Regions from separate parts of the Mus musculus genome. Here regions 1, 2, 3, 4, 5 and 6 are each linked to region 7. A link is a contact called in public HiChIP or PLAC-seq and promoter capture Hi-C data. All regions are on one chromosome and are shown on one strand. Each heading gives the region's core, a stretch centred on a gene start, on an enhancer-like site or on the middle of the called end of the contact. The rest is flanking DNA. Distances are from core to core; before and after follow the strand shown.

Region 1 (3,275 bases), core at 216-2,715, 1.1 Mb before region 7:
CAGTGCTTACTCCTACGCCATTGGCAAGATCCCAAATACACTGCCTAATCCCGTCCACCAATCCTTAGGTGGTTTGTGGCATCTGCCTGATAGTATTTTCCTAGTAAATGCTTATAAATAAATGAATCTTGGGTGCTGGAGAGAAGACTCGGTGGTTAAGAGCACTGACTGCTCTTCCGAAGGTCCTGAGTTCAAATCCCAGCAACTACATGGTGGCTCACAACCATCTGTAACAAAATCTGACACCCTCTTCTGGAGTGTCTGAAGACAGCTACAGTGTACTAACATATAATAAATAAATAAATCTTTTTTTTTTAATTCTTCTATAACATTGTTTAATACTTGCAAGTTTGAATAGGTAAATTTCTTTTCATTTTTTATTAGATATTTTCCTTATTTACATTTCAAATGCTATACCGAAAGTTCCCTATACCCTCCCCCTGCCCTGCTTCCCTACCCACCCACTACCACTTCTTGGCCCTGGCATTCCCCTGTACTGGGGCATATAAAGTTTGCAAGACCAAGAGGCCTCTCTTCTCAATGATGTTCCAACTGGTAATAAGGACAAATGTTCCACTATGTTCATAGCAGCCTTATTTATAATAGCCAGAAGCTAGAAAGAACCCAGATGTCCCTCAACAGAGGAATGGATACAGAAAATGTGGTACATTTACACAATGGAGTACTACGCAGCTATTAAAAACAGTGAATTTATGAAATTCTTGGACAAATGGATGTATCTGGAGGATATCATCCTTAGTGAGGTAACCCAATCACAAAAGAAGTCACTTGATATGCAGTCACTGATAGATAAATCTTTTTTAAAAATAAAATATATATATATTAATCTTCTGTTCCCTCCAAAGGTATTTCAATGCTCTGAATACACTTGAGTTCCCACTGTTTAATTTTGACAGGTAACTCTTCATTTTTCTATCTCAGCTTCATCTCCTTCATCAGGCCAGATGGAATTTATAAAGGCCTTGCTGTTGGTGATGAGGTCATACTGGTGTCAGTAAACTTCGGGGGTGGGGGGAGGGCGTTAAATAATAAACTCTTCCCTAGAAATGAACTTTCCTCGATCTTCTGGCATTCATGTGTGAAAATGTATACAAGCAACTCTTATGGCTTACAGGATCTTTAGAACTGTGCCACAGGGTGGGGTGGGGCTACGGCTCGCTTGGTAGAGTGCTTGCCTCCCTTTCATGGAGATCTGGGTTTAATCCCAGCACCACACAAACCAGGCATGGTGGTTCAGGCTGTGGTCCTAGTATTCAGGAGGATCAGAAAGGCAGTATCATTCACAGCAGGTGGAGACCAGCCTAGCTCTGTGAGAAGAGAGCCAATCTAAAGAAAAGGAAATGAGGGAAAGGGGAAAAAAAAATACCATTGGCCTCAAAGAGGAAGTCTGTGCCTTGGAGCTTAAACATATCTTTGCGACACAGCCTGAGGGTGACAGTGACAGTGGGAGTAAACTTTGTTTCATCATTTCTGAAAACCAAGACTAGGAACAGAAAAGTCAAACGCTCAGTCTCACAGCTGCATCGTATGACTGGAGTCTTTCTGGAAAGGTAAAGACCCTTCTAATCCAGACTAAATAATTGCCCATCAGAGGACATTTTAATTATCTGTTTAGTGCTGGCTTCTGATGTTGTTCTTTGGGTGGGGGAAGGGTTACATTGGAACGGCTGTGTTGCACAGGCCTCACCGTATGGAGTGTGAGTCTCTCATGCCAGATCAAACTGCAAAGAGCATTGTTCTTGGCTCAACTTTCTGCTTCTGACAAATGCTTGGATTATTGTTATTCTCTTCTGGGATTAAAAAGTGTGTGTGTGTGTGTGTGTGTGTGGTGTTGTGTACATATCAAAACCAACTTTCAAGTCACTTCTTTCCTTCCACCTTTGCATGGGATCTAGGAAACTCAGCCTTCCAGAGTTGTGGGGTATGTACCTTTACCTGCTGAGCCACCCCTCTTGCCCGTATTTTGGTTGGTTTTGATCTGTTCTGTTCTGTTTAGACAGGGTCTCACTATGTACCCCTGACTGGCCTGGAACTCAGGCGCTCCTGAAATTTAAAGAGATCGGCCTGCCTCTGCCAACTTGTGGGATTAGAGATGTAAACACACCATGCCAGGCTCCCTTTGAATTTTTTGGACAGATTCTGTGTAATCCAGGCTAGATTTGACCTCATGGCAATTCTCCTGCCTCAGCCTCTCCAGTGAGTGCCAACACACCTGACTAGATTGTTGTTTTTAAAGGTAAATATGTTTGTTGGGTTTTGTCACCTAGATTTGTAAGTAGCTGTTTCTCTGTGGTGTTGTCATATGACCTAGTCTGTTACAGTAGGGTGGCCTAGGATTTTTTTATGTGCTAATATTTCTTTGAGTTGCTTCTTTATATAGAACCACTCCTGCAAAAGCAGAGGTATCAGTAGCTCTAAATGTAAGGTCTAGTGGAAAGTCATACTCCTCAGGAAGAATACATTTCAATACTTTCTATTTTATAGAACATATAAATGTATACTATAATAAAATACAAAATATGCTAATATTTTATGGTGTTCTCCAATGAATACCATTGACTTATTTTATTTTATTTTGAGACCGGTTCTCCCTATTCATAGTGACTGGCCTGTCCTAGAATTCACTATGTAGACCAAGCTGATCTCAAATCCACAGGCATCACTTCCTATGCCTCCCAAGTGCTGGGATTAAAAGCATGTACCACCTCACATGGCCAACATGAATTTCAAAAGGAACCAAAAGGTGATAGAAAAAGTGTTACCCCTGCTCATTCTGGGTGGACCATGGTCTTCCTGTTCTCACAGTTCAGACTTCCAACCAAATTTTCTTGTCAGCACTTCCCTTTTGCTCTGACAGCGACAGATACAAGAATGCTGAATGGTGAGCTACGGTATAATGCTGCCTTGCTATTGCTTTAATGACACTTGGGGACAGGAATCCTTCTTAACCTCTCTTCCCCTGCCCCCATATCTAAGGATAGGCATATTCACTTATAGAAACTGACTGGTTAAAGCATATGAGCCACTTATGGCATTTTTCTAAGTAAATTGCCTTCGGACTCAGAGGATTTGTAGAACCCCAGTGTTTTTTTAATGATGGGTTTGCCTAAATATGAATTAAAGTTGTGGCCACCAAAAAGTAACTAGGGTTGTAGCTGACATTTTACATGTAAAAGTGCCTGTCTCGCTGTTAGTTATTAAAAACATTGGAAAACATTTGTATAAGCATGGAACTGATTAAGAGAGTCCAGTGT
Region 2 (2,994 bases), core at 492-2,991, 1.8 Mb after region 7:
CGCATGCATGCACACATGACATAAGGGCAGGTGAATTTATATCTGTGAGTTCAAGTCTCAGGCCAGCCAGGGTAGTGCAGTGAGACCCTGTTTCAAAAAAAAACAAAACAAAAACAAAACCAGCCTGAGTTATGAGGTTAAGACAAAAACAAAAAACAAACAAACAATAACAACAACAACAACAAAAACAAAAAACCAAAGAAAACAAAACCACTAATAAAAAATAACAAAACCAGAAACATCTAGTATGGATTTATGGCCAAATTCTTATTTTTATTATATAATAGTCCAAACTTAGAAGACCTTATCTGTGGTTTTGGAAATGTGCTTATATTTTGTTTCATGAATATATTAAAATGTAACCTGTGTAGACATCTGAATTTAACTAACATTCCTGTGTGTTAGAACAGGTTTACACATGAAAAAAATATTTGGTTTTTGTAAACAGGGCCTCAGTAAGTAGTTCAGGCAAGCCTAGAAATTGAAACCTCCTCCCTCAGCCTCTTGAATGCTTACAAATTGGACTTATACATACCTGCACCATTAATCCCAGGGAAGTGATAGAAATTTAACGTCATATAGAAATATGAGACTTGTAAGGATTTAGGTGATTTTCCTCAATATCCGTAACTAAATTGTGAAGAAATTCCTAGATACAATGACTCAAAATCTCAACTTGTTTCTACCCCAACTCAATCTGGACTAGATCAAAAATGACAACTTCAGACTATCCAGAGCTCTGAGTTCTCTATCCTCACTGTATGATCGCCTACAATCTTTTTCCTTGTGACCTACGTTTCTATTAAAGAGCTGTGACATAAAGAAACAATGAAAACTGTGTTCTTTTAAAAGGAAATCCTCAGTAAGCACGAACTTGTTTACTGCTTTTTTGGAATACCTCCTTGCTTTCTCTTCTCTTTACTTTCAAAGAGCCGTTATGGGCAAGAGAAAGCCCAAAGTGAGGATAAGGGCCAGGCAGGGGCTGGGCCTCACCTCTATGGTGGGATCATATTCATCCACAAAGTGGTTCTGGATTAGCTGGATCGTCAAGGCGCTTTTCCCAACACCACCTGCTCCAACCACCACCAGTTTGTACTCAGTCATTTCACACCAGCAAAAACCTGTAGAAAAGCAGCAATTACGATTAAACTGGCAAACCAAACCTACAATACTTCAAGGGCTTCTATGAGTTTACCAAACTCTTCTGTTTCTAAGGCACCCATTCGATACACGTGGCCTTCCACTAAGTTCTCAAAGTGATTCAGAAACATAGCATTCCTTGCAGATGAGTGCGGGCCAGATTATTGGATTAAAGACCAGCGACTATTTTTTCAATCTACTCGGCCCCGCCCTCAGTTTACGGGAAAAGAACCCCCCTCTTCCAATTCCTGCAAACCCAAGCTCTGGGGTCCGCCTGGCACAACCACTTCCCGAAACTCCCCTTTCCGGCTCCGAAAATCACCCCAGAGCCAGCCAGAGTCCCCCACCCAAGCCTTTGTTTCAGCTCGCCAAGTCTCCGCGTCTCCCCGCCCCGCCAGGCGTTCACACGCTGAGAAGTCCGACGCCAGGCAGGCCGGAGCTTTACCTCAAACTCCGCAGACCCCGCCTCGGGAGGCTTTTGGACTTCAACCTGAGAAGCTGTTGGAGACCCCGAAACCGCCATGAACAGCCCCCGCCAGGGAGCGGCACTTCCGGCCCCACCCGCTACGTAATCACTAGGCGCCCAAGGCGCCCCAGTCCCCGCCCCAGCCACGTGGGCCGACGACTAGAGTCTTGCAGCCGGCCGCACCCAGTCCAGCCCCGCCCCGCCCCCATTTCAATAATGAAAGCGCTAGGTGCTAGTGTCTCAAAAATCAGTAAAACTTTATTCGCTTCCATTCTTTCGCCATTAACATAAAACCGGAGAAAGCAAAAATGTTTTGTGTTTACAAAGATAAACGGCCTCTTTACCCAGAGTTCAAAACCTCAAATGACAACGGGGAAGATGAAAGCGCCCTCCCCGACAACCCCTGAGCTGACCCTTGTCATTGTTAGACAAAAAGCCTTCACTCCACTTGCCAGGGACCCTGTTTGGGGCCAATTCAAGATGAAGGCCGAGAAATCAGGCCAATCCGTTCCCGTGATACAAAGTTGAACAGAAGCTACACCAAGGATCAAGTGCCTGTATTGAACAGGGCACTGGAACCACGGGGCTATTTATTAAAAAAAACAGGATTCATTTCAGGCACAACTTTTTTATTATTATTATTTTTTTGTTCATTTTGTTTTTAAATCAGTAAAAGAAACTGGGTCCTAGAAGCTGCAGTGATCTAAGCAGCAGCAATTTTGTGCATTCGTCTTTTGTTTAAATATGTTTAAATTATCACACTGCTGGCACACTTCATTTGCATGAAATTCTGCACCACACATACTAATTGTAGTAAAGTTATTTACCCCCCCCATCCCAGGAAGAAAAAAAAAAAAAAACTACTCGGGAAGATAATTTTCACTGAAATGTAATCAAACTTCGTTAAGTGGATTGTGACAAGATTATAAATGATATGAAAATAACATTTTAACATTTGGCCATCAACTTAAGAATATCGTTTGCTATATAAATTTTTGCAATTTTTAAAGGTAATATATTCTACCTTCATATGGTCCTCAGAATTAAAGCATAATGAACAGGGAAAAAATAGGAAAAGAATGCAGCTGAGTGTTAAGTCATGAAGGTAGAGTATATACTGACTAGAGTGCAGAATTTCATAGGGCCAACAAAGTAACAGTCTGCATTGTTCACTTACACAGGCCAAGTGGAATTTGCAATTACCAGTTGCGTTAAATGCACCAAATAAAGCTCCTAAATTGACACTATAAGGCGCCACCTTTAAGTTTTCCAGGCTGCAACTGTGCATAATTTTAAAATGGTTTCTTAAATTTATTTATTTTTTTCTTTAAACATAACACGAGGAAGGTGTTAAAACTGGTGTAATAGCTCAATAGAATAAGTATTCC
Region 3 (2,960 bases), core at 144-2,643, 1.8 Mb after region 7:
CAGTTTTGTGAACTAGAAGTTCACATCAGCCTAACATAATGTCCAAACTCAACTACAATCTTTAAACATCCTTAGTTCCTTTCTGCCCGTCCTCCTCAACTGCTTAAACAGCACTATCTTTTTGCTCATTTTAGTTGCAGAACAAGGAAACTAAGTGGTTTAATAATGTTCAGAATGTTTTCTGCAGTGGAAAGTGTTAAGGAGTACTCCCTGCTCACCTGTGAGTCAGGTTGGAGACCAGCCACAAAGGTGTTTCTAAGGTTAACTCTTTAAAGCAAAAGAACCGGGGCACTAAGATTGGGTATGGTTGAAACGTTCGACGGTCAAATCTTCCAATTTAATTTGCTCTCCGACTGGGGCTCTCACACTAGATAGATACATGACAAAGCCAAGCCATTCATTGCACAATGTAGGCCAGCGCTTGCACCACGGAGGGAGGGCATCACGGAACTCTCCTAACGCATGCCATTTACCCCAGACAGAAAGGTGGGAGACACGTGCCTAGAACGGGGCCCGACTCCTTTTTCAAATGCCAAAGGACAGTTAGGTGTGGAGACCCAGCCACAAGAGAATGTGAGTAAAGGTGTCAATTCCGCCGCGCTAGGGTCAGATGTGGCTGAGGGAACAGAGGTGTCCCGCAGCACTTTCCCTAGATGGAACAGGGTCTCAACCCACACACAAAGAAGGCGCCACTGCCGCACTGCGCTCTGGTAGTCGTAGTAGTATCCCCAAAGCCAGTGACGGCCAAGACAGACAAGGTCCCGAAAAAAAGAACAGGCCCTTCTCCCCGGCCTCTTCCAGCTGCACACAAAGGACCGCGCCACCACCCCCTCACCCCTCCCGCCGGGACTTGTAGTTCCCTTTCCCCCGCCAAGCCGCAGAGGGGGAAGAGGACGGACTACAGCTCCCGGCAGCCTTCGCGCCCGAGCCCCGCACCCTCTGCCTCCATCTTGGCTGCGGTCGGAGTTTCCATTTTCGCTCCCTCCCCCCACTTCAGTCACCGACACCGACACCGACACCGCCGCTACCCGCACCCCCTGGCCTCACCTCCTCACTAAGGCTTCGCGGCCGGCCCTGAGGCCGAGACGGTTGAAGCCAGGGTGAAAAAGGGACGCCTGGAGTAGGAACTCACACTGAACTCTCCTCCATCCGGAATTCTAGGAGTGCCCACTCTGACACTCAGAGGTCCCTCCCGTTAACCTGAGTCTCCTCAGCTGTCTTTAACCTGGCTCGTTGCTACCCCCACTTTAACACTGAGGTCGTACTCACCCCAACAGCTCAGCGCCCCCTCTCCAGCGCCGCCATAAGCAGCACGGCCCGGTACGTAGGAATAAATCTCGCTTCTCTCGCGAGAGTTGCAGGCTCCGAGCGCGTGCACGGGAAGGTGGGGGGAGCGTGCTCTTAGTACGCTTGCGCGCGAGGGCTGAGTGACGCCAGCCGCTGACCTGCGTTTAGCCACACGCAAGCCGGTGACTCTTCTTCTCTACGTTCGCCCCTGGGTAGTGCCAGAAGCAATCTCTGCGTTTAGTGACTCTGCTGCGACGCTGGGGGCGGGGCGAAGGGTGAATTTAGGCGTTCACCCGGTGTTCGCGAGCCCGAAAGCTTTCAGCGACGAGGCTTGAGTAGGAAGGCCTTATGAAGTAGGAACAGTTCTGAGGGCAGATCCGGGAGTGTCGTGAATAAAAAGATTTCACTTTCCTCAGCCATAATCCAGGAGTCCAAATCGCAGTTTCTCTTTAGTCACGGGACAGGCTTTCTCCTGTCTCCTACATTAGAAGGGATTTCATTGCTTTAGAGAAAAGTTTTTAACAAAGTAATTTGTAAAGCTTTTGTCTTCCAGAAACTACATTGCTTGCGACAGACAAAAATAAGCGAGGCTGTATTATCAATAAAATCTAAAATTCCCCAAACCACTTTAACTGTCCGTTTCAGTTACCAGAAGATTTTTGTAGTGTGTCAGTCTGAATAAGTATTTAAAAGGCTGAAAGCAGGCTAAAAGCATAATTCACCTGACTGGAGTAGAGGAGTGGAATGGTTAGATCTAACCATTGCAAAGTTATTTAGGCTGCCCTGTCAATAATCTAGAAAACAATTACTTTACTTTTACTATCTTGTTGGTTTTTTATTTTTGTTTGTTTTTTGAGACAGGGTCTCACATGTAGCACATGCTGCCCTGGAACTCTGGGAAATCTGCCTGCTTCAGCCTAGTGGGATTAAAAGTGTGGACAACCATGCCCAACTTCAGTGGTCCTCTTAACCATTTTGGGTAAAGGGTAGCTCCCTGAGGACACTCCCATCTATTTCCTGCTTCTGTGGGAGAGGAGAACATTCTCATCCTGGTGTACTTTCCTTGCGGGGGAGAGACAGGGACTCACCCAGAACTTGCTGTGTAGATCTAGCTGGCCTAGAACTCATGAGATACCCCCCCCCCTTCTCCTGGCCTGGCATTAAAGGGGCGTGCCACCACAACCTGCCAAGTGTACTTCTTACCCATACTTTCAGTTGGTTATTCAGAGAAACTGCAGACCTCTGTAGACATAGGTAGGGCTTTCAGGGGAACAAATTACATGTAATAAAATAAAATAAGCAACAAATATGAATATTGTCCCCCCACTCTGTGTGTGTGTGTGTGTGTGTGTGTGTGTGTATTGGAGACCCCAGTATTGGAAAAGCCAGAGCCATGAGATACCTGCAAAGCTGAAAGGAGTTAAGATCTGAAGAGCCCTTTGACGTCAGACATGGAGATGAAGTTTGGAGTTTGCAAACTGGTTCTCAGTCTTGCTTTGCAGATTACAGTTAAGAGATTGCACAAATCTCAGAAAAGACTTTGAACTAAGTTGAGACAGTTAAATACTAGGGGGACTTTTATTTTTCCAGACAGAGTTTCTCTGTGTAACAGCCCTGGCTGTCCTGGAACTCACTTTGTAGACAAGGCTGACCTTCAATTCACAGAAATCCAC
Region 4 (3,202 bases), core at 132-2,631, 1.1 Mb before region 7:
ACAGGCAGCACCTATACCCAGCTTCCACCAACTTATATAAATTCTGACTTTCTTTAATCTGCTTAATTCTGAGAACTCCATACACGCATACAATGTAGTCTGACTATATTCATCCCTAGCTTGTCCAACATTTACCCTCCATCACCTACCAACTTCATTTCTTTGTCTTTTTTAATGCCAAAGCCTACATTTCTCAGCCTGACACTCAAAGAAAGGTGGGATTAAGGACTGTCCAGTGACAGAGCAGTTGCCTAGCAAGGTGAGTCAATTCACAGCACATAGCAAACACAACAGCAAAAGAAAACAGGAGGCTAGGCACGGTGGCACACGTCTTTAATTACAGCACAGAGGAAGACTTCTGTGAGTTCAAGGCCAGCCTGGTCTACTTAGTTTCTGGGACAGCCAAGCCAATAAGGTAAACAACCCTGCTTCTAAATAATAAAACACCTTTTCCCATCCTACCCTGTACCCAACTCTTCAATTCCAGGGGAGGGGGATCACTCACCTGAATCAGAAGCCACTAGGATACCTTTGTCCCCCACCCAAGTGAGGTCAGCTACTCCAGCCTCGGTCTGGACGCCAGCAGAGCAGAAACCTTCGTTGGGGGCCGCACTAGGATCCTTGAAAAACCACAGAGAACCTACCCAGCAGCGACCACTCAGGCTGGAGACCCCGAGCAGAAGGGAACCATCTACGGTGGGGAGAGCAAAGTTATAAGGTGTCAGATGGAAGGCCTTGTTTCTATGGTAACCTCACAGAACCCCGTGGCGGGACCAGTCTGAATCTGAGATCGGATTTGTGGAGCTGAGCTGGGGCAGGGCCAGGACGCCAGGTATGGCCGAGGAGGGCCACACGGCGCTGGGAGGACTCGAGAGGGTCAGCACCGGGAGAGGGCACCCGAGACTGGGGGTAAAGGGGCTTCCAGGCCCCGGGATCTCGGCTCACCAGACCGGTACCGTGCAGCCTCCAATTGACGTTCCATGCATGCGGGCGCATTGGGGGGCAGGTTCCACTCGCGGGCCGCCGGGGGCACGAGCGGAGGAGGGGTGTCCTTCCGCATCTCCACGATTCCAAATCTAACCTAGACCCAGACTCGACGAGAGACCCTGACTCGGCGCCGGAGGGACCGCACACGTGGTGTACCTCTGCGCAACCGCCCCTCTCCGAGGGAATTCGCTCTACTTCTCGCGAGAATTGTGTCTACCCTTCCAGCCTGCTTTTCCGTCTCCTGTCCCCGCAGCGGGATTTTGTTTGTTTCCCTCCCTCAGCCCCACCCATTTTTTCTCCTCTTCTCGCGATAGTGGGGAGGGGGCGGGGAAAAAGCCGAGAACTTCCGAGAAAAAGCGAGCTGATCTCTTCTCGCGAGATGTGCGAGCGGCCATCTTGCTCCTGCCCCTGACAGGCTCGGGTCGGGGTCACAGGGACACGGAGCCCGCTGTCCCGCTCTTCGCAGACAATGCTGTCCCGGGTGGTGCTTTCTGCTGCCGCCACAGCGGGTGAGAGACGTAGAGCCTAGGTTAGCGTAGCAGGGTGACTAGGAAGAAGCCAGGCCGGGGAGGCGGGAAGCGGGTAGAGGACGGACTGCGGCGTTTGGGCCCGAGCTCACCCACGGGAGCGATCTGGAGAGCTCCCGGGCCGCCCAGCATCTCAGGGCGCGGCAGAGACGGATGCCAGGGCCGACACCCGGGAAGGTAGAAACGCGATTTCTCCTTGACTTTGCTAACCTCCGTCTTGTGTATTTCCAGCCCCGTGTCTGAAGAACGCGGCCGCCCTAGGTCCAGGGTGAGTGTCACCACGTCTTATTCTCTTTCCATTTCCTAGCGTCAAGCCAAAAATTGCTGTTTTCCTTCACGTTAGCCAGCTTGCATACTCATTCGGACGTTTGTTCTTCTAATTGCCTTGAACATGATCCTGTTCCTTCCTCTGACAAACACCAAAGAGAGGCTCACCCCTCGTTGTGACCTTCAGCGACACACAACCAAGTTACTGGCTTACTTACCCCCAAGGACAGATCTGGTTAAATACAGCAAAATAAAACCTATTGTTTTGGGTGTCTTCCAGATTTCCATCTTTTATTAACCATATCAGGAGGCCGAAAACACATATGGCTTCGTAAATGCTTGTGTTGATGATCACATAATGTGACAGTGGATAACTTTGTGGAGATCACAGTAACAACCCTAGTCCTAGAGACAGCTACACAGTAGCTCCATCCTCTAATCCGTCAGTAAGACTCAACTCGTGAGGATGCTTTGAGTCTGACTACTTTCACTACCATTGTTACAGCATGAAGCCGCTGCCCACAGTTCTGAAATGGACAATTTCACTAGGCTTTCAGTCTTAACATCTGTTTTTATCCCAATACAGTCCATTCTCAATGTAGCAGAGAGATCTTGGCAGTTCCCCCCACTTAAAACCCTTCAGAGCTCATATCCCTATTGCAATAAAATCTAAACATAGCAAAACCAAGAAAACCTGAATTAACCTCATCTGTGTCTTGGGTCTTTTTTTATGTACTGTTAATGCCAGCCCTGCTTTCTCCAAAGAATGTCAAACTCTTTTTTTTTTTTTTAATAATTTTATTTTTGTGTGCGTGTGTGCTTGCAGAGGCAGAGAAAAAGGTATTAGATCTGCAGCTGGAGTTAGAGGTTGCTGTGGGCAGCCCAGCATAGGTTCTGGGAACCAAATCTGGTCCTGTGAAGAGCAGTAAGCACTCTTGACCGTCTTTCAGCTTTAAGCTCTTTGGTTGTCATTCACCTTGTGGCTTGAGAGATGTGAGTATAGGTGAGGCATTAAGGAAAGATGAATGTAGAAAATTTGCAGGGGCTGGGTTAGCCCGTGCTGTTACTTGTTTTCTGTGGACAGAGGAGAGCCTGCTGAAGAGTTTTCAAGTCAGATCACGATTTAGAAGCATTGGCAGTAATATGAAAGAGCTATATTTAAGGAATATTTGACAAGAAGAGCCATCAGGTTTGGAGTTGTTAAAATAGTTTTAAGAAAATGAAAATAAAGGCTTCAACTGAGATGGTAGTTAAAAGTTCTAAAAATTCTCTCATGGTATGATCTAAACCAGTAGGATTCAGCCTTTAGCTGATTTTCCAGGTGACATTTGACAGTGTCTGAAAATGTTTTTGGTTGCTACCATTCAGCAGCTACAGGGATACTTCTAAACATGCACAGAAGAGCCATCTATCTGCAGCAA
Region 5 (3,035 bases), core at 96-2,595, 2.0 Mb before region 7:
AATGGGTTACAGAACTAAACAAAGAATTTTTGACTGAGGAATATGGAAGGGCTGAGAAGCACTTGAAAAAATATTCAACATTCTTAATCATCAGAGAAATGCAAATCAAAAGAACCCTGAGATTCCATCTCACACCAGTCAGAATGGCTAGGATCAAAAATTCATGTGACAGCAGATGCTGGGGAGGATGTGGAGAAAGATGAACACTCCTCCATTGCTGGTGGGATTGCAAACTGGTACAACCACTCTGGAAATCAGTTTGGCGGTTCTTCAGAAAACTGGACATAGTACTACCAGTAGATCTAGCAATACCTCTCCTGGGCATATACCCAGAAGATGTTCTAACTGGTAAAAAGGACACATGGTCCACTATGTTCATAGCAGACCTATTTATAATAGCCAGAAGCTGAAAAGAACCCAGATGTCCCTAAACAGAGGAATGGATACAGAAAATATGGTACATTTACACAATGGAGCACTACTCAGCTTTTAAAAACAATGAATTTATGAAATTCTTGGGCAAATGGATGGATCTGGAGTATCACCCTGAGTGAGATAACCCAATCACAAAAGAAATCCTTTGATATGCACTCACTGATAAGTGGATATTAGCCCAGAAACCTAGAATACCCAAGATAGTTTTTTTTTAAACAAGATTTGTTTACTTATTATGTATATGTATATGTATATGTATATGTGTATGTGTATGTGTATGTGTATGTGTATGTGTATGTGTGTGTATATGTATAATGTATATGTATATGTATATGTATATGTATATACTGTAGCTGTCTTCAGGCACACCAGAAGAGGGCATTAGATCCCATTTATAGATGGTTGTGAGCCACCATGTGGCTGCTGGGAATTAAACTCAGGACTTCTGGAAGAGCAGTCAGTGCTCTTAACTGCTGAGCGATCTCTCCAGCTGCATTTTTGTTTTTCTAGTTCATGTTTTGATACACCTTTGTCCAAAAGTAGATATTCAATCCTACACAAGTTTATCTCTGTGTCCTCTACTATGCTATATTGATCTACAAGTATGGTTTCATTCCAGTACCATGCTGGCTTGGTCAGTATGGTTTAGTAGTATAGTTTGTGGTCAAACGGTGGGGACACATACACAGAAACAGACCCACGGGTATTTTGTAGTTGCTGCTTCAATTGAGAAGCACTGTTCTATGGCCAGGAAATATCACTCAAATTACTGTAAAGTTCACCAGAACTCAGATTGGTGTGTCAGACCTTCTTTAGCTTCCAGAAACCAGCTTAGAATAGGCTGGGAGTGGAAGCCTCTGCAAGTTCACTGAGGAACAGTTGACTATCTGAGCCTAAGAGAGAACACTCAGTCTCACTTCCTCACTCTTCTCGCTTGGGTTTCCTGTCGTCACAGCATGATTGTATTTTTTCTCTCTTCACTTCTCCTTTTACACAAATAGACATAGACTTCTGGGTTACAGGCTGTGCTGGCCACCTAAAAGATAATCAGTGAATTCTACCTGAAGTACTGAGGGACACTGCCTTCAAAAGGTAAGATTTATGACTTTTAACAGCTCTAAATCAGCTAATAAGGCACATAGCATTTTGAGAGTCTCCACACATCCCTTTAGTAACTTTAAAATGTGATGTGTTTACAAATATTTAGATCAGCACTTCCCTTAGGCAACTGGGCTAGAAATACTTTGATTTAATTGGTGTTTTATTTTCTGATATCTCTTTGGGCCTAAGTATTCATAAGCTTACATTATTATGCCACTTGAATTGCTTACTGTATATGGTGGTTTCTAATGCTTGAAGTTTTTGAGGTGAGATGAGATGAAATTGGGGAGATCTTCTATGTTGTTTTTTCTTCAAAAACTTGAAGTTTCATTTTAGAGCAGGGAGGAAAATCATAACCAGAGTGATTTAGAACAGTAGCCAGAAGACATGTTGTCTTTGTTTGAAAACATTTTAAAGGAAAGTTAGTGCTGAGAATGTCATGTTTTGATATAAGATAGATACAAAAAACCTGCAACATAGGTGTTCTGCAATGTACTTCATGTATTTTATTCCTATGGCTTAGTTTGGGGGAAGGTAAACATTGTGATCTGAAGGGCTTCTTTCTTCACTTTAAATGGTCTGTGATACACAAAGCTTGAACATTGACAAATTTCACATAAAATGTGCAGCAGAGAGGAAACCCACATAACTTGATACAGTAATAGTTTCCAACTTGCAAGCCATTCTAGGGTGTAAGTATTCAGCAAAATGATAGTCAAGCTTTGGTCAATACAAAATGTCTGTATCAGGTCTTTCTTGGTCCAAGAGCTGTGAAGAGCTCATTTGATTATAATCTAAAAGGGAGAAAGTAAAGTATCCATGTCCACATTTTCTCACCTAAAATTCAAGGGAGATGATTGGGAGTTAGTTGCAGCTTGTCAGAGCCACCCTCAGAGGCTACTAAACCTTATGTTTATAAATAGTGACCTAAGTGAACTAAGTTAAAAACCATGGGTTAGGCACCCTTTGATGTCTGACAGTATACTGTTGATACAGAGGAGAAATGAAGAAGAATGGAGAATTTGCCCAGTAATAGTTTTTTCCATGAGGAGCTTTTCTTGGTAATCATATCTATTAGAAGATTGAGCCAGAGAAGAATTTTATCTGCTGTGTGAGCAATGTTTTGCTTTCTCAATCTCGATCCAAATCTTCACTGCTTTGAAACTGGTTGATTAAGAGCAGATGCCAAACTGAAATGTGGTTTCCTGTGTGGGCCAGTTAAGGTTATTTTGCTTTTAGATATGATGTTTGCTTATCTTTATGCTCACAGGAAGTGATTCACAGCCTAGGCCAACACAACTACCTCACTACCACTCAAAGGATTTCAAGTTTTTTGTTAGCAAGAGGCAAATATATAAAGGAAAACCTCTGTTGTTTTGATATCTTCTATGTCCTCTGACTGCCTAGAAGCCTCAGACTAGTGCTTAGCTTCCTCATTCCCCACTACCCTGCAATGTCCCAACAGCCAGGCACTGTGCTCAGGTTCTAGAAACACAAAG
Region 6 (3,158 bases), core at 243-2,742, 1.0 Mb after region 7:
ATGTTCTCTAAACACTCAAGAAAGGAAGTTTCTGTGAAAATATGCAAGGGAATCTGTCCTGTGGGATTGAACATTTTGCTAACCCTGGCTCTCCAGGGAAATGAACTTCCTCCCCATTCCCAATGTTAAGAGGAGAAACTCAAACGACTTTCCTTAAAAGGTATGATAGGATAGCCTAGAAAACATTTTGTTAGGTGAAGATCCAAAGAAATCATGGATGTATGAGTGAGGACTGAAAAATATAACTGATAGAAAGGCCTCTCCTAGACCTGCTCTCTGCTCACAGGACACAGGTAAAAATCTATGGTGGTGGATAGTCAGTTAGGGGTTCAGACTGTTCTTGTAAGAAAGAACACATTTTCCATCTCCTCCTCTTTCTTTTTTTTTTTTTTTTTTTTTTTTGGTTTTCAGAGACAGGGTTTCTCTGTGTAGCCCTGGCTGTCCTGGAACTCACTCTGTAGACCAGGCTGGCCTCGAACTCAGAAATCCCGCCTGTCTCTGCCTCCCAAGTGCTGGGATTAAAGGCGTGCGCCACCACTGCCCGGCACTCCTCTTTCTTTTAGGTAGGGCCTCTCTATGTAGATCAAGTTGACAAACTCACAAGAGATCCATCTGCCTCTCCTTCCAGAATCTTGGGTTTAAAGGCATGAATCCTGGGTTTAAAGGCACGTACCATCCTACCTTACTCTTATAAATACTCGACTCCAAGAAATGTTTCTCATTTTAAGAACCAACATTTTACAGCGCGGAAGGCATATCAAGTCCCACAGAATCTCTTGAGGCTGAGTTGGCAACTGTCTACTAAGATAACCTAGTTTTCAGGGTCATTTTTCTTAAACATTATGCCAGGTCCACTTTCCGGAATCCACCGCCTTTCTACCCTTCGTGGAGGTAAGACAATTTTTGTTTACTGCATGCATGGAGGAGCTGAGTTCGGATATTTTATTTCCTAACAGATTCTACGGTGGGAGCGCTTCAGCACAGGGAGGCATCTAAATCCCTTATGCTGCCCTGAAATCGACATGGCAGCAAACAATTTAAGTAAAAACTGAGAATTCTAAACCCTCAGAGTCATCCCCAGGTAGTCAATGTCTCCCTGCGCTGCCCAATCGCTGGGATGTGATTGGGATGTTGGGGGAAAATCACACTGGTTTGGGGTGATGTCACACTAGCTGAGATGACATCTAACTGTAAGAAACCCGACCGCCACCAAACGCCGGTTAAACGACCTCGGAGACTGCTGTGCGGAGAGGACTGGGAAACCGGTCCCCACACACTGTCCACGCTGGCTCCCCACGGAGGCCCACCCACACCCGCGGCCCGGGGCAAGATGCAGTGATCTCAGCCCTCCCGCTCCTCCGCACTTCCGCCTCAGTAGGTGTCATGGCGCTAGGTGGCTGAATGGTTCCGGCGAGGCGGGGCCGGCGGGATGGAGGCGGTCGCTCGGGGCTCCACTTGTCGGGTCTGGTGACAACGGCGGCTGCGGAGCGAAGGGCCGGGCCGTGGCCCCGGACCGCAGGGGAGGCCGAGGCGGGAGCGCTCGGCGCTGAGGCGGCGGCGGCGGGAAGGGGCCGGGTGGCAGGGCAGGCGGGAGGCTGGCGAGGCTCCGGCCGCAGGACGGGCGCGGGGACGGCTCCGGGGGGCGGGGGCCGGGGCCGGGGCCGGCTCGTGCGGGGGGTATGATGACCCGGCTGCGGGGCCCCGGATCGCCTCTCCTCCGCCGCCTCCTCGCGGCGGCCCCGACTCGAGGCTGAGAACTACACACACCGGCGGTGAGTCAGGCTCGGCGAGGGGCTGGGGTCGTGGACTTTGGGAGTCGGCGCCCCGAGGTGGGACGGAGCGAGCCGCAGACTCCCTTGGGTAGCCGGCTTGCTTGGGGTGCCTCTCTCGCCAGGCCCCGCGCGGCCCTAGGCGCCTGGTCGCGAGCGGCCAGGCGCGACTGCGTGCCGGAGAAAATGGGCAGCTCCCCCTGCCTCCTGCCTTTCCCTCCAGATCGTGTTGTCCTCAGGTGACAGGGGTCCGTCTGGCATCTCCCCACCGTACAGATCTCCACCCCAACCGCGGACTGCGGTGGCAGGTTCTTGTGCTTGTGCGTGTGCATGTCACCCCACTCCCTGTAGCTGTAGTTTGGGCGTATTGGTGCCTTTGGGGACCGGGAAACCGCATCTAGAGTAAATCGTGGTGGTCGGGCTGGTATGGAAGCTTTTCTGTTCTCTTGGTTCATGTTCTGTAGTCTTTGAGTATGTAATTTGTGATGGTGGTAACGCTGTGTGGGGACCAGCCCACCTATATGTTTATCTCTGCAAGGCAAAGCTAGAGGTCTAAACTTTTGCAGTCCGTCGTCGCCTTTAAAGCCAAGAACAACAAAATCCAAAACATTAAAAGATGGAAACAACCAAAAGCCTTTGGGTAGGACCCACACTATAAACAGCTCTGTAGGGCAGCGTCCCCCTTTTGTGCTTGGCAACCGAGACCTAAAAACTTGGTCTCTAGGAGCGTTGGTCTAACCTCCAGTTTGTTGTGGTGACGAACCGTGAGCAATGGCCTGTGTGTTTATGCTGGGCGCGTTTTCTTTCCTGTTTGGGAATGGGTACTGGAACGGGAAGCCGGAGAGGGGGTGGGGGCAAGCTCCAGTAAGTGAATCTTTTCTCTACATAACCAGTGACTCAGTTGTGGATACTCATAAGATGCGCATTCTTGTCTCTTTGGTGACACTTTGAGAATTCTCAGTAGTGTAGTGCAGCCACAAACAAGAGTTTCAAATGTAGACTCCGTTGCCCCAGTCCGCTCTTTATCTTGTTTCCTAGTAACTGATGAAAACAGCAGCATGGCTTCCTGCTGTAGACGGAGTGGGGTTAAATTAAGTGGCGGATGGCCTCAGCAAAACCTACAATTTTGCTCTTGTTTGTGTAAAGCTATTTTTGATTCATGGTCTGTAAGATTTTGTTTTTTTTGTTTTTTTTTGTTTTTTTTTTGGTTAAGATGATAGAGAATGCAAACCATTGCCAATTTTTTTTGGGGGTGGGGGTTGCTCAGTTAAAAGCCTAAAGCTTCCTGTAAAACATTTAAAAACCTAACGACTCATTTTACCTCATCACTGTTATTCAACTGGTTATTTTAAGACTTTGCATGCAATTTTCTCAGGACTCAGTGTTGCA
Region 7 (3,266 bases), core at 300-2,799:
CAGATTTGCTGGTCTGAATTGTTAATGTGTGATAGTGTGAAGGGCACAATAAAAAAAAAAAGCCTTTTTAGTTCTTCAGTTAGTCATGTGTCTGGTTATTTTGAGTAAATTATGTCATTGGATTCTGGTTATCAAGTGTAGCCTTGGGTGCATTGGGATTCCTAACTAAGCTATTTCTGTATGTCTAAAAGGCACTTTTATTGTGCTCATCATAGGTGTATTTGTAGGATTTTGAAATGATAAAGAATAGCAATTTTGTTTTTGAGACTGTCCTGCTGTGTAACCCAAAGTGGCTCAGACTCTTAGTAGACCTTCCTCAGACTCTCAAGAAGTGGGATTACAGGCTTGGACCACTGTGCCCCAAAACAACAGTACTTTTTAGAAGTCTATTATCTTCTCTGAGCCTGCATCATATAAAGTGGATGGGAAGGTCTGGAGGTGTTAAGCATCTGGCTACTCCTAGTTTTTCCCTCGAGTTTACATCAATTTCTAGGACGTAAGATTTCCCTGTTCCTGTAGTCTCCATTCCTGACTGCATAGCATACTCTTGGCTTAGGAGTAGTTAACCAAGGGGGAACTTGACCCTGTTCAGGGCATTCCCTACCCTGGGTTAGACTGTTGCTGCCTATAAGGAACCTTGGAGAACAGTAACTTTGATACATGTGGAATTCTGGTAGATTAAGCCTTTCTCACTTTCTCATTGTAGTGTGTATGGGGTTTGTTTGTTTTGGGTTTTGTTTTTGTTTTTTAGTTTCATTCCAGGGGATAAATAGGTGCAGAAGGCTTGTTTTACATTTGTTGTTATAGTAGCCCCACCCCTTAGTTTGCCTAAGCATATTGGTCTACTTCTTTTCCTGGTACTAATGTTGTCAGTGTTAACCATTTATTGCCTAGCACGCCTGGCTCTCTAGGTGCTAATGTTTTTTTGACTGGCTGGGCAATCATGATTTACTGCCAATAAGTAGTGAAGAGTAACACAAACCGAGTGCCCAAATGCATAGCTCAAGAGCAAGAATCTCCAACCTTGAAGTATTATGAAGCCTGTGTGACCCAGAAAAGCAAGGACTGGGTCTTGGCAGAAGCTCTTGTCCCTCTCTCCCACACGCACACCCCTTTATCTATAGAGACACTTGCTCTCCCTCCATCCATTCCCCACACACACACACACACACACACAACTTTGACTTCTGCCTTCCTCTGTATCAGAAAGCCAGAGGAGGGAGGGAATGGGGGAGGGGGCGTGCCGCTCGCTTCCGTACTGGTTTATGTCCCTGGCAGTCTGGGGGAGGTGCTGGACGAGCGGCCCCAGTCCAGCTGCAGCCGACCCATGTCCGGGGCTCTGCCCTTTGCTCTGCAGCTTTTCTATGTCCCGAGGCTCTGGAGAGTGGGCGTGGGAGTAGCCCTAGCTGAGGCTCCAAGGTCCTCCGGGCTGTTTAGGGGGCCCCAGGCGATATCCACGTTCGGATCCTGGCTCGCTGCCAGGGGAGGGAGCTCGGGGTAAGGGGAGGGCCCTGAGGGAGGGGTCAGACTCCTTAGGAAAGAGTTAATGTGAAGGGGGGGAGGGGATAGGACGAAGAGACCGAAAGGAAGGCTCAGGTAGGAGAAGGACGGAGGAGGGGAGGCAGTCGGGGAGAAGGTGGCTGGCCGGAGCAGACGTCAGAGGTAGGGGGCTTTTCCCCTTTGCACCCTCACCCCAGACCAGCCAACTCTAAACCGCGGCGGCGACTTTCAGTTTCATTTCCGCGGACCCTCCTGCCTGGGCCGCAGCCGCCGCCGCCGCGATGCCTAGCAAGTTCAGCTGCCGAAAGCTCCGGGAGACCGGCCAGAGGTTCGAGAGTTTTCTGGCCGAACGTGGACTGGACCTGGAGACAGATCGTGAGCGGCTGCGGACGATTTACAACCACGACTTCAAGCCCAGGTACGGGCCGGCCCACCACGGGCCCCAAGACGCGGGGCCAGCGCCCCGGGTGGTGGGGCCACCTTCCCGCCGCGGGTGCACAGGGATGCAGCCCGGGGCCGATCAGGCCGGTCCGGTCCTGGCAGACCTACTCCGTCGTCTGCCCACGCCCAGCCAGCGCCACCCGTAGCCCGCCCGCTCTGCACAGCCCAGCCCGGCGGGGAGGGGTCGGTGCCCACGCGCGGCTCGCGGTGGTCGGGGCTCGATGGTGGGGGAGGGGAGTCCCACAGGGAAGGCGCTGCAGGCGCGGGCCAAGCGGGGATCCCCGCCCCCTTGTTAAGGGAGGACTGCCTGCAGGGTCCACGCTGCGGGAGAGCTGAAGAGGCCCAGGGTAGGCGGGAGAATCTCGGGGAGCTTTAGGGAGAAAAGAACACAAACTGCGTAGGCAATCAAACCTCCCTTAGCACCTGTGGCTTCTCCATGGAGACTCGGGGCCAGGGACAGCCTCCTAGAGGCCCCTTTTCCCTATGGCTGAAGATATTTGGTTTCCTTTTCCTGTTACCACCCAAGTAAAAAAATCAAAGAGACTTCTGTCAAACCATAGACGAACACCTCTAGCAACAGGCTGCTGCTATGGATGGAAGCCGGAGAAGCAATTTAGCTGGGATGAGTGTAAAGAGGTGCACTAGTAAGCAGGGGAATGGGATTGGGCCTTAACAGATTTTGAGAGATTTGCCTTGCAACTGACCAAAATGCTAGTATGGGTGAGATATGGCTGCTGTTACGTGATTTGGGGCGAGTTTTAGACGGAATTAATAATGATAGTGTAGCTTGAGGCTAGGGGAGAAGGTAGGAGTCCGCGTTAACCAGAATATTACTGTTATTCATGAACATGTCTTAAAAGGAACATTAAAAGGGTTGAGTGGCTTCTTGAAATAGAGGCAAAGACCTGTATTATGCTCTACCCTGTGCTGGGTACTGTGGGAACACACAGATGAAAACTATGCAGTACGCAAGGTATGATATGCATACAGCATAGTCTATAGTATGCCATACAACAGGCTGAAATGACGCCTGGGATGGTAAGGAAAATGCTGAAGGAAGGTAAAGAGCACTTAGCACAGGATGGATAGTCAACAAGTCTCCACCCATGTGTTCACCTATGTCCACAAAGTGCAGTGTGGCTCTGATCACAAGTCCAGTACTTTGGAAGTAGGGAAAAAAGAGTGCCTAACTCCAAATACAACGGATTGCTAGGGACTTAAAGCAGATGTCTGGGTGTTGTTTACTGAATGGAAACATCATACATCAAGAGCAATTCTTGCTATAAACAGACCAGAAGGTTACATATGGAAAGTGGAGGGTGTGG

Evidence for each region. Promoter capture Hi-C pulls out the DNA fragments that hold promoters and counts their contacts. HiChIP or PLAC-seq counts read pairs in DNA pulled down with a chosen protein or histone mark. Capture Hi-C pulls out chosen DNA fragments and counts their contacts.
Region 1: a promoter capture Hi-C map of the C10 cell line shows a contact between it and region 7, with 2.8 times the contacts expected there. The contact joins the promoter of I830077J02Rik here to the promoter of Mov10 in region 7. A contact is called at or near these places in 2 of 39 promoter capture datasets (the C10 cell line and embryonic stem cells) and 1 of 115 datasets of contacts at active chromatin or transcription factors (embryonic forebrain).
Region 2: a promoter capture Hi-C map of neutrophils shows a contact between it and region 7, with 6 times the contacts expected there. The contact joins the promoter of Nras here to the promoter of Mov10 in region 7. A contact is called at or near these places in 3 of 39 promoter capture datasets (liver, neutrophils and pre-B cells).
Region 3: a promoter capture Hi-C map of adipose tissue shows a contact between it and region 7, with 2.6 times the contacts expected there. The contact joins the promoter of Csde1 here to the promoter of Mov10 in region 7. A contact is called at or near these places in 3 of 39 promoter capture datasets (liver and neutrophils) and 1 of 9 other capture datasets (adipose tissue).
Region 4: a contact with region 7 is called in an H3K4me3 HiChIP or PLAC-seq map of embryonic stem cells, with 4 times the contacts expected there. The contact joins the promoter of Atp5pb here to the promoter of Mov10 in region 7. A contact is called at or near these places in 1 of 39 promoter capture datasets (pre-B cells), 1 of 484 Hi-C or Micro-C datasets (embryonic stem cells) and 3 of 115 datasets of contacts at active chromatin or transcription factors (embryonic forebrain and embryonic stem cells).
Region 5: a promoter capture Hi-C map of pre-B cells shows a contact between it and region 7, with 3 times the contacts expected there. The contact joins the promoter of Cd53 here to the promoter of Mov10 in region 7. A contact is called at or near these places in 1 of 39 promoter capture datasets (pre-B cells) and 1 of 484 Hi-C or Micro-C datasets (B cells).
Region 6: a contact with region 7 is called in a promoter capture Hi-C map of liver, with 5 times the contacts expected there. The contact joins the promoter of Hipk1 here to the promoter of Mov10 in region 7. A contact is called at or near these places in 5 of 39 promoter capture datasets (the C10 cell line, HPC-7-derived erythroid cells, hippocampal neurons and 1 more), 1 of 115 datasets of contacts at active chromatin or transcription factors (thymic regulatory T cells) and 1 of 9 other capture datasets (liver).

The regions. Positions count from the first base shown.
Region 1 is chr3:105,930,854-105,934,128 of GRCm38.p6, reverse strand. I830077J02Rik (RIKEN cDNA I830077J02 gene) reads left to right here and starts at 1,465. Exons shown (of 6, transcript NM_001033780.3): 1 at 1,465-1,571.
Region 2 is chr3:103,057,032-103,060,025 of GRCm38.p6, reverse strand. It overlaps Nras (neuroblastoma ras oncogene), which reads right to left and starts at 1,741. Exons shown (of 7, transcript NM_010937.2): 1 at 1,586-1,741; 2 at 994-1,121. The coding sequence starts at 1,104. Csde1 (cold shock domain containing E1, RNA binding) reads right to left here. Exons shown (of 19, transcript NM_001161854.2): 19 at 1,840-2,994.
Region 3 is chr3:103,018,979-103,021,938 of GRCm38.p6, reverse strand. It overlaps Csde1 (cold shock domain containing E1, RNA binding), which reads right to left and starts at 1,393. Exons shown (of 19, transcript NM_001161854.2): 1 at 1,270-1,393.
Region 4 is chr3:105,957,442-105,960,643 of GRCm38.p6, reverse strand. It overlaps Atp5pb (ATP synthase peripheral stalk-membrane subunit b), which reads left to right and starts at 1,381. Exons shown (of 7, transcript NM_009725.5): 1 at 1,381-1,496; 2 at 1,746-1,782. The coding sequence starts at 1,457. Wdr77 (WD repeat domain 77) reads right to left here and starts at 1,146. Exons shown (of 10, transcript NM_027432.3): 1 at 946-1,146; 2 at 506-691. The coding sequence starts at 1,060.
Region 5 is chr3:106,788,459-106,791,493 of GRCm38.p6, reverse strand. It overlaps Cd53 (CD53 antigen), which reads left to right and starts at 1,345. Exons shown (of 8, transcript NM_007651.3): 1 at 1,345-1,527.
Region 6 is chr3:103,789,609-103,792,766 of GRCm38.p6, reverse strand. Hipk1 (homeodomain interacting protein kinase 1) reads left to right here and starts at 1,492. Exons shown (of 16, transcript NM_010432.2): 1 at 1,492-1,772.
Region 7 is chr3:104,816,588-104,819,853 of GRCm38.p6, reverse strand. Mov10 (Mov10 RISC complex RNA helicase) reads left to right here and starts at 1,549. Exons shown (of 20, transcript NM_008619.2): 1 at 1,549-1,918. The coding sequence starts at 1,782.